Linked DNA regions of Sparus aurata: region 2 is linked to region 1. Evidence: chromatin contacts called from public Hi-C data. All regions are on one chromosome and are shown on one strand. The core of a region is the stretch at or near the end of the contact, and the rest is flanking DNA. Distances in the headings are between cores, read along the strand shown.

Region 1 (3,737 bases), core at 522-3,021:
GGCTCTTGTCAGCTGAGCATCACCAGTCTAATGACCAGCTGAAGTCAGTGGTACACTCATCAAGGCTTTGAGTGGACATCTGAAATCTCATCTACCAGCGGTCTGGCTGGGTTTCAATTGGAATGCACTGGAGAGTGACTAACATTGAGTCTCTTGGAGAGGGTCAAGAGCCAAGAGCAACCAGTGGCCATTAAATTCACTCCTATGAGATATCGAGTGCTTTGCTTTTTGACCAGGCTCTGTTTGATGTGCTGCACCACACTATTATCCCCAGCTCCTCACTGCAAGCCCTCCACACCCAAGTGGTGTGAGCATTATAATGCAGTTATTATGAAACTCCTGTTGCACCCCTGATCAATGTTACAAGGTTCAAAGAGACACTTGCGGAAAATAAATGAAAACCACAATACACATAAAACCAGGTCAGGGAATTATGATGTTCTACTTCAGACCATCAGACCATCTCTGATTTGAAAAGAGCCAACTAATCAACTCCTTGGTTTTGCTCAACATCAGCAAAACCAAGCAGCTGGTTGTTGATTTTAGGATTTAAAAAAGGAGGAAAAGACACACACCTCTGTTTACATCAGTGGAGCTGAGATAGGGAAGGTGAATGGTAACTGGTTCCTTGGTATTGCCATCACTGAGAACCTATCTTTGTCATCACACATCCCAATCCCGGTAAAAAAAATACAGAAAAGGCTCTACTTCCTATGGAAACTAAGGATGGCTAAATTCCAGAGCAAGATTCTGGTCAACTCTTGCAGAGGACTGATAGAAAGTATCCTGACTCACAATTGGCATAGTTCCCAGGGCGAGAAGGCTCTTTAATTGATTAAAACTGCCCAGAACATCATGGTGACCCATCTGTCAGTGACATTGGTGAAGGCTGTGGAGCAGCTTCATTCACCAGGCTGTGAGACCTCTTAATTCATCATCAACACTTTACCATTTCAAAAATAGATGTAGCAGGACTCAAAGGACTGAATTTTTTTTTTTTAAACCCTTGTGATTTAAGAAATGACACAAAATATATTGTAGCATAATTGTAATGTTTATAGACATTCTGCTTGAATGGCTCTGATACAGAGGTTGTAAATTGCCTCTTGGCACAGGCAGGATGAAATGATTTTCACCAATCCATGATGCCGACGAAGGCCACTCATAATTCAGTGGTTAAAAAAGCACTGTCCTCAATCATACGTGTCATATAATACTTTTCTTAACCATATGCAATTAAAATAACATCTTCTACTTTCATAGCATGTTAGTTTACAAACTGACAGCTCATCAACTAGCCTTTTTATATAATGTATTTTCTCAATTCCAGGAAGGATTTACATTCTCCATTTACACATAGATTACAGTCAATAACAATATAAACCCATAGAGGACTGGAAAACTTCAGAACACCTATACAATTATACATTTCAGATTTTACTCTAACAGATACAAAAGTGGAAAATTATAAAGCTATAGTGGAATGACGTTTTCACTTTTAAACGTACACAATCATTTTAATAAAGTGCACTATGGGCTTCCATATATTGTTTGGGGGGATTTAAATATTCCTATCAATGACTGGACGTTTTTAAACAGCTTTTACACCATGATGTAAGTAAATTCATTACTTTTTACACAATTTGTGCTTGCTGGTAAATTTCCAGACGTATGTTGCTTGGGAAACCAGAACCTCAGTATTTCTAAACTGAGCTCCACCAGACAGCAGCGTCACTGGGGTTCATTCAAACGGTCGCTGTCTTTGGTCGCGGTATTAATGCGTCATCCCGCCGATTATGACGTTTTTAGAGAGCGGCGCCGTTTCAGACTGGAATGGGAGCTAGCGATTTTTCCCATATTTTGATAGTTTAATCCGTGAATGGCGCCGAAACAGGACCCGAAACCTAAATTTCAAGAAGGTAACAAGTTGTCTGTTTTCATTTCTGATAGATTCGTGTTATCAGGCAGTGCTGGAGTCGCCGGAGAGGTCCAACATGTCAGCTAGCTTATGATCGAAACAACACTGCAGCCGCCGAATGGCTAGCATCGTTAGCTTTCATTGTTGTTGCACAAAACAGATCTCGGTCAATTTTTATGCGCTACGCTAGTTAAATATCAAGCATTTTTCTTTGCGGCAGATTGAAGCGTCAGAAGTAGCATACGGCAACGCAAATGCTTTGAATTTTCAGCTCTGTTGTTTTTGTCACAAGCTAACTGAAAGTATTAGCTTCATTCAGTGTTAGCTCCTTATTGATTTCACCGCCCATCTCTCTGTTCTCACAGTTAGCCGAGTCCTAGCTGTGTGGCTAACTGCTGTTGTCATCTGTCAGGCATTTCTGCAGCTCTTTCAATGATTCACCAAGTGCATTATGCATTTTGACTACGTGAGTGGTCCTCGTTGGTGTGGCCTGTCAACCTTTCTTGTATAGAAAAAAATGATGTGTACAGTATGTCAGTAAGCATGTATATCATGTATTTATTGGTTAATCATTGAGTTCATTCATTCCTCAAGAAAAAGCCAAAAGTTGAAAGTCAGAATCAAGTTATTATCTAAAGTGGTACAGGGAATCTCAGAAAAAATATTTGTTAATTCAAAGTCTCTTAATTAAAATCTAAATTAACTTCATGCAATGCACTGCAAGTTCTCCAAACAAGATCATGAAGTAAATTTCTTCATTATGACAGAAGTTGTTAGTGGCTTAATTGATTATGTATTGACCATTTTAAATAAAATGAATCAACAATGAGCTTAATTATCAGCATCCATATGATTAAGTGAATAAAATGTTTGTGTCAGTGTGAGGATTTTCTGCCTTTCTCTGTTTATCATAATTGTAATATGAATATCTGTGGGTATTAAAGATTAAATTATTGGACTTATTAAAATAGTCAACAGTTGAATTGATAATTTGAGGTCTCCATGTGTGTCTACAACTGATTTATAAACTTAGCTGTAAACTTGCTTCCAACCATCAGAAAGAAGTTCGAAACGATAAAGGTGTTAATTAGGGTGTAACAATGTTTACGTCTATTTTAAGCCCTGTCATGAACCCTTAGGATGTGTGTGTGTGTGTGCAAGTAGTTAAGTTGTCTTTACACTTTAATTTTGTTTTACTTGAACTGCCCTTTGCTGACTTTAATTGACCAACACTCTGTTCAGGTGAAAGAGTGCTGTGTTTTCATGGGCCATTGCTCTACGAAGCTAAGGTAGGCTGCATTAGATAGCCCGATTCTCTGATCATGTGATCCTCCTCTGTGTCTCTAAGAGTTCTTGACAGTGCTTTATGTCTCTGTTTGCAGTGTGTTAAGATAAACATCAAGGACAAACAAATCAAATATTTTATTCATTACAGCGGGTGGAATAAGAAGTAAGTGTTTGGTTCACACAAATCAAATATTTAAGATGTGTACAGCAAAGATTTTCAAAGTGCTTGATTTCTGTCTTGGTGTTTTATCTCCCAGCTGGGACGAATGGGTTCCTGAAAGCAGAGTGCTTAAGTATGTGGACAGTAATCTGCAGAAACAGAAAGAGCTTCAGAGGGCCAATCAGTAAGTCCACTCTCTCTTTTTCAATCACAGTTTTTATAAACTTTAATGTTTACAAATTACACTACAATGACTTTTCTTATGAGCAAGGTCCATACCAAGAGCAATTCAGACAAATTATGTTGTAATGGTGTTCTGCTTGGTGAATATGGTAGAGAATGGAACAGAAATCCGAAGAATAAAAAAAAAGA
Region 2 (3,737 bases), core at 779-3,278, 150 kb after region 1:
ATACTGTGTCTGCGAGACAAAAAGAGATGAATTAGAATATTTAAGGCCGGCATCATCATATATATTCTTATTTCCACCAAATAAACATAATGAGATTAAAACCAACAACAGGGTATTTTGTCTCTGTACTTTCTGACATCCCCAGCTTTTCTGTGGCACTCAGCCGATTGATCCCTACTGACGATGACATTTTTTTTTTTATCAACAGGCCACAAAAGTTTCTCTTTTGAAAAAATAAAAAAATAAAAAGGGCTGTTATGAGGTTTCCCTCCCAGTTAGATATGTTCTGGAATGCGTCCACAGGGAGGAGTCCAAGAAGCATTCCTAAACCACTTTTGAATCGCTCCCTTCGATGTGAAGGAGGGGCTGCTCTACTCTTAGCTCCTTCTGGTTGTCCAACCTCCAGGCTGGATAGATTACATTACTTATCTGACATGAGAGCACCTCGATAACCTAGAGAAAGACCTAGGCTTTGGCTTACCTCAGTAGCTCAGGCTACTGTGATACCATTTTTTAATTTCCTTTTGGTAGTTTTGGTCTTGTTATTTGAGTTGTTTCCAATAAAAAACAATGCAGTAAACTAGGCCAATGGTGTGCATGGTTATTGTGCAAATGATGCCAAATACCTCTGCTATTTCCCTCAAGTACTAGAACAAAGGAGGTGAACATAAACAGTCCAAGTCCACTAGATGTGTTACCTCTTTGTACTCTCCATTTCTGTTTGTTTTGAAGCCTTCGGGTGCGTGTAGCTGGATGGTGGAGCTGCTGATGACCTCAATGCAGCACTCCTCGTCCTCCGCACCCAGGGGCCGTACACGACAGTACACCTGGGGAAAATACATCAGTCAAGTGTGCTTCAGGAGGACGTGTTAACTCCTTAATGAACGTCACTCTGTGGAAATCCATTAGATTATGAACATACTGTAATGTGAAACTAACGTTAGGCAAGCATTGGGGTTGTTATTGAATGCTAACGTGCAGTTTGTGTCTGCCAAATAATAATTACTGAACAACGCAGTGACTTACCCCAACCGGGTCTTTCTGGTTGTTGGGTGGCTTCTTAGGAGGAGGCCTGCGGGGAGTTTTACCCTTCCTGAAACATGAATCATCTTTCATTAGCACAGTGTATTGTTAGCCTTTGATTACAGTAAAGCGATGAAGCGTTAACAAAGCCACGGGCTGCTATACGGCTTATTAGCCTCAGGCTAACGTTACGACTAAGCTAACCAACAAACTCTTGTTTGGATTCCGTTTAAAAGCGGCCAAGCTAAATTCCAACACGACATGTGAGATTAGGATAAAGGATACTTTACATCCGGTAAAAAAAAGCAACATTAAACTGTACTTACGCTTGTTTGATCATTGTTGCTCTGCTTCTTGTATCGTTAGTTTGTCCGTTCCTGTTGCTACAATTTTGAACTTTCCCTCCGGAGAACGAGGCGGCAGCAGCCAATCAGATTCCATAACAACCGATCACGTGTTTCCGCCGACACTTCCGAGAATTTTATGGAAACTACCAGCGGAACCGCAAAAGTGTCAAATATGCAACCTATTATGATTATTATTATTATTAGATAGATAGATAGATAGATAGATAGATAGATAGATAGATTTTTTTTTACTTAACATCTGCTTTTTTTATCTTAAGCCATCTTTGGATCAATTTGTATATGTACACATCTTTCAGGTAACAAAACCAACTTCTTTATGTTTAAGTTTATTTTTTTGTAGGTAGTCTTTCGCACTTACTTTAGCAATGTACATGCTTTTGTTATTGTTTTTTTTTTCAATTGTTTTGGCAATGCAATGTTTTTGTATTTGTTGTTGTTGCTGTTGTAAAACCCTCAATCTTAAAATTTTACTAACCATGTTAATGTATTAGTATGACCGCTGCAACACAAAATAAGTGTGTTGCTTTCTCTTTTTTTATTAGGCTACATAAAGCCTCTGAAAAAAGACAGCTGATCTGACATCATGTTGGAGTCCTGCCTAAACACCAAACATGGTCTGCGCTGATGGTTATTGGTAGATCAACACTGACACCTACCGTCCACAGGCGGTCTCACACACACACACGTTACAAAACACCCACTTTTGCAGCCACTCACGTGTACTGCTGCGTTATGCAAACAGTAAAAGTCCTGCTCTGAGTGTACAGCTCCAAACATTGAAAATCACAGGTGAGTAGATTGATTTTACTTCATTGGTGCTGTTAAATGATAAACTGTCGAGTGAAAGCCTCAGTGTTGTGTTGCACGTTAAGATTCGTCGTGTGTTTTTAAAGGGAGAAATGAAAAGACCGACGAAGTCAGATGCGTCCGAACCAAAGGGTAAAATGAAGAAAAGAGCCGGGGAGAGCTCTGCGACGACCCTCTCCAAAAAACTACGAGACAAGAAAGATGGAGAGAAATCCAAACAAGGTGTGCAACCCCGACGGGACAGCTGTCGTTGGCGATATTGATCATGACATGTACCTCATGCCCTGTCATGACAGTTTGGTTTGTGTGTCTTGCAGGGCCTTCTCTCAAACCTGCAGCAGTCCAGAAGAGGACTGGGTATGGGAGCATCCTGCACTACATTTACAAGAGCACACTGGGGCAAAGTCTGCACTCACAGATGAGACAGGTGAGGCTTCACTCACAGGCTGGACAGAGGGACCAAAAACAGGAACTGATATTGCTACATTGCATTACTACTGCTGCTACTACTTGTATGTGAAAGTTGTGCAAGTTGTCCATATGCAACACTGTTACTATAGATGACTGTGCAAGTGTGCATGGTGTAGGCCTGTGTGTACAGTATTTTCTGTTATGTAGAAACATATTCATGGCCCGATTAACTTGTTATAGTGCAATAACATTCACTGGGGTAAAAATGAGCTGCCTCTTATAACCCCTGTTTCTCCCATTCCTGCACATGTGCAAAGTATTTTCATATAGGACCTGGCTCTGTATTTGTTGTTATTGTGACATATAAGCAGAGACCTTAGAGAACTAGATTTTGACACAGGTCATATTAGCATTTCAGTTAATATTGCGATTCAGTCCAAACAAACAAGTTTATGAACAGAAAGCCAATGATCAACTCATCATCTCTTTTGATGAGGAGCACTGTGTGTCTCTGCCTGCTACCCTCCCTGTGGCTGTGAGTTTTGCAGAGTCTGTTCTAATTGAAATAATTAGCGATTAAATGTACAATATGTAAGAATCTTTGTTGTAAACATTCATAAAATAACTAAATGCTACTGCGCTCGCTGTGTAAACTCCAGCACTCCCCTGTTAGTCCTGTTAGCTGCACGGCTAACAGAGCCAACACGCTAACTGTAGCTACAGTCAGGGATGCATAAACAGAGCACAGTTAGCAGCAGTTAGCAGTTACTCTTGAGATTTGCTGCCCCTGAGTATGAATTCAAGGTGGCCAATTTTTATGTATTGGCCATGTTAATGTATATTGATCCTCCATGTGTTGTAAATACATTTCCCACCTAATATATTTAAAGCATATCTGTTGTCTCCTCCAGTGTCTTCAGGAACCTTTTGTGCGCTCACTCTCATCCTATCATTTCCACGGCGCCACCAGCCCCTTCGACCGCAGGATCACCTGTCTGGAGTGGCACCCGACTCATCCCACCACTCTGGCTGTGGGCTCCAAAGGCGGCGACTTGTACCTGTGGGACTTTGAGACGCCCACAAAACAAACTTTCATTCAAGGGGTGAGTGTCCACATGACCATCTGGT

What was found. Hi-C and Micro-C count contacts between places; a contact is called where the count stands out from the background.
Region 2: a contact with region 1 is called in a Hi-C map of an unstated tissue, with 4 times the contacts expected there. The contact joins the promoter of ddb2 here to the promoter of morf4l1 in region 1. A contact is called at or near these places in 2 of 2 Hi-C or Micro-C datasets (skeletal muscle and an unstated tissue).

The regions. Positions count from the first base shown.
Region 1 is chr8:13,068,691-13,072,427 of fSpaAur1.1, forward strand. morf4l1 (mortality factor 4 like 1) reads left to right here and starts at 1,772. Exons shown (of 12, transcript XM_030424553.1): 1 at 1,772-1,919; 2 at 3,161-3,207; 3 at 3,301-3,368; 4 at 3,463-3,549. The coding sequence starts at 1,880.
Region 2 is chr8:13,214,843-13,218,579 of fSpaAur1.1, forward strand. It overlaps ddb2 (damage-specific DNA binding protein 2), which reads left to right and starts at 2,029. Exons shown (of 11, transcript XM_030426736.1): 1 at 2,029-2,180; 2 at 2,285-2,420; 3 at 2,516-2,625; 4 at 3,521-3,712. The coding sequence starts at 2,291. It overlaps LOC115587102 (kinesin-like protein KIF23), which reads right to left and starts at 1,475. Exons shown (of 22, transcript XM_030426734.1): 1 at 1,350-1,475; 2 at 1,027-1,093; 3 at 699-827; 4 at 1-9. The coding sequence starts at 1,363.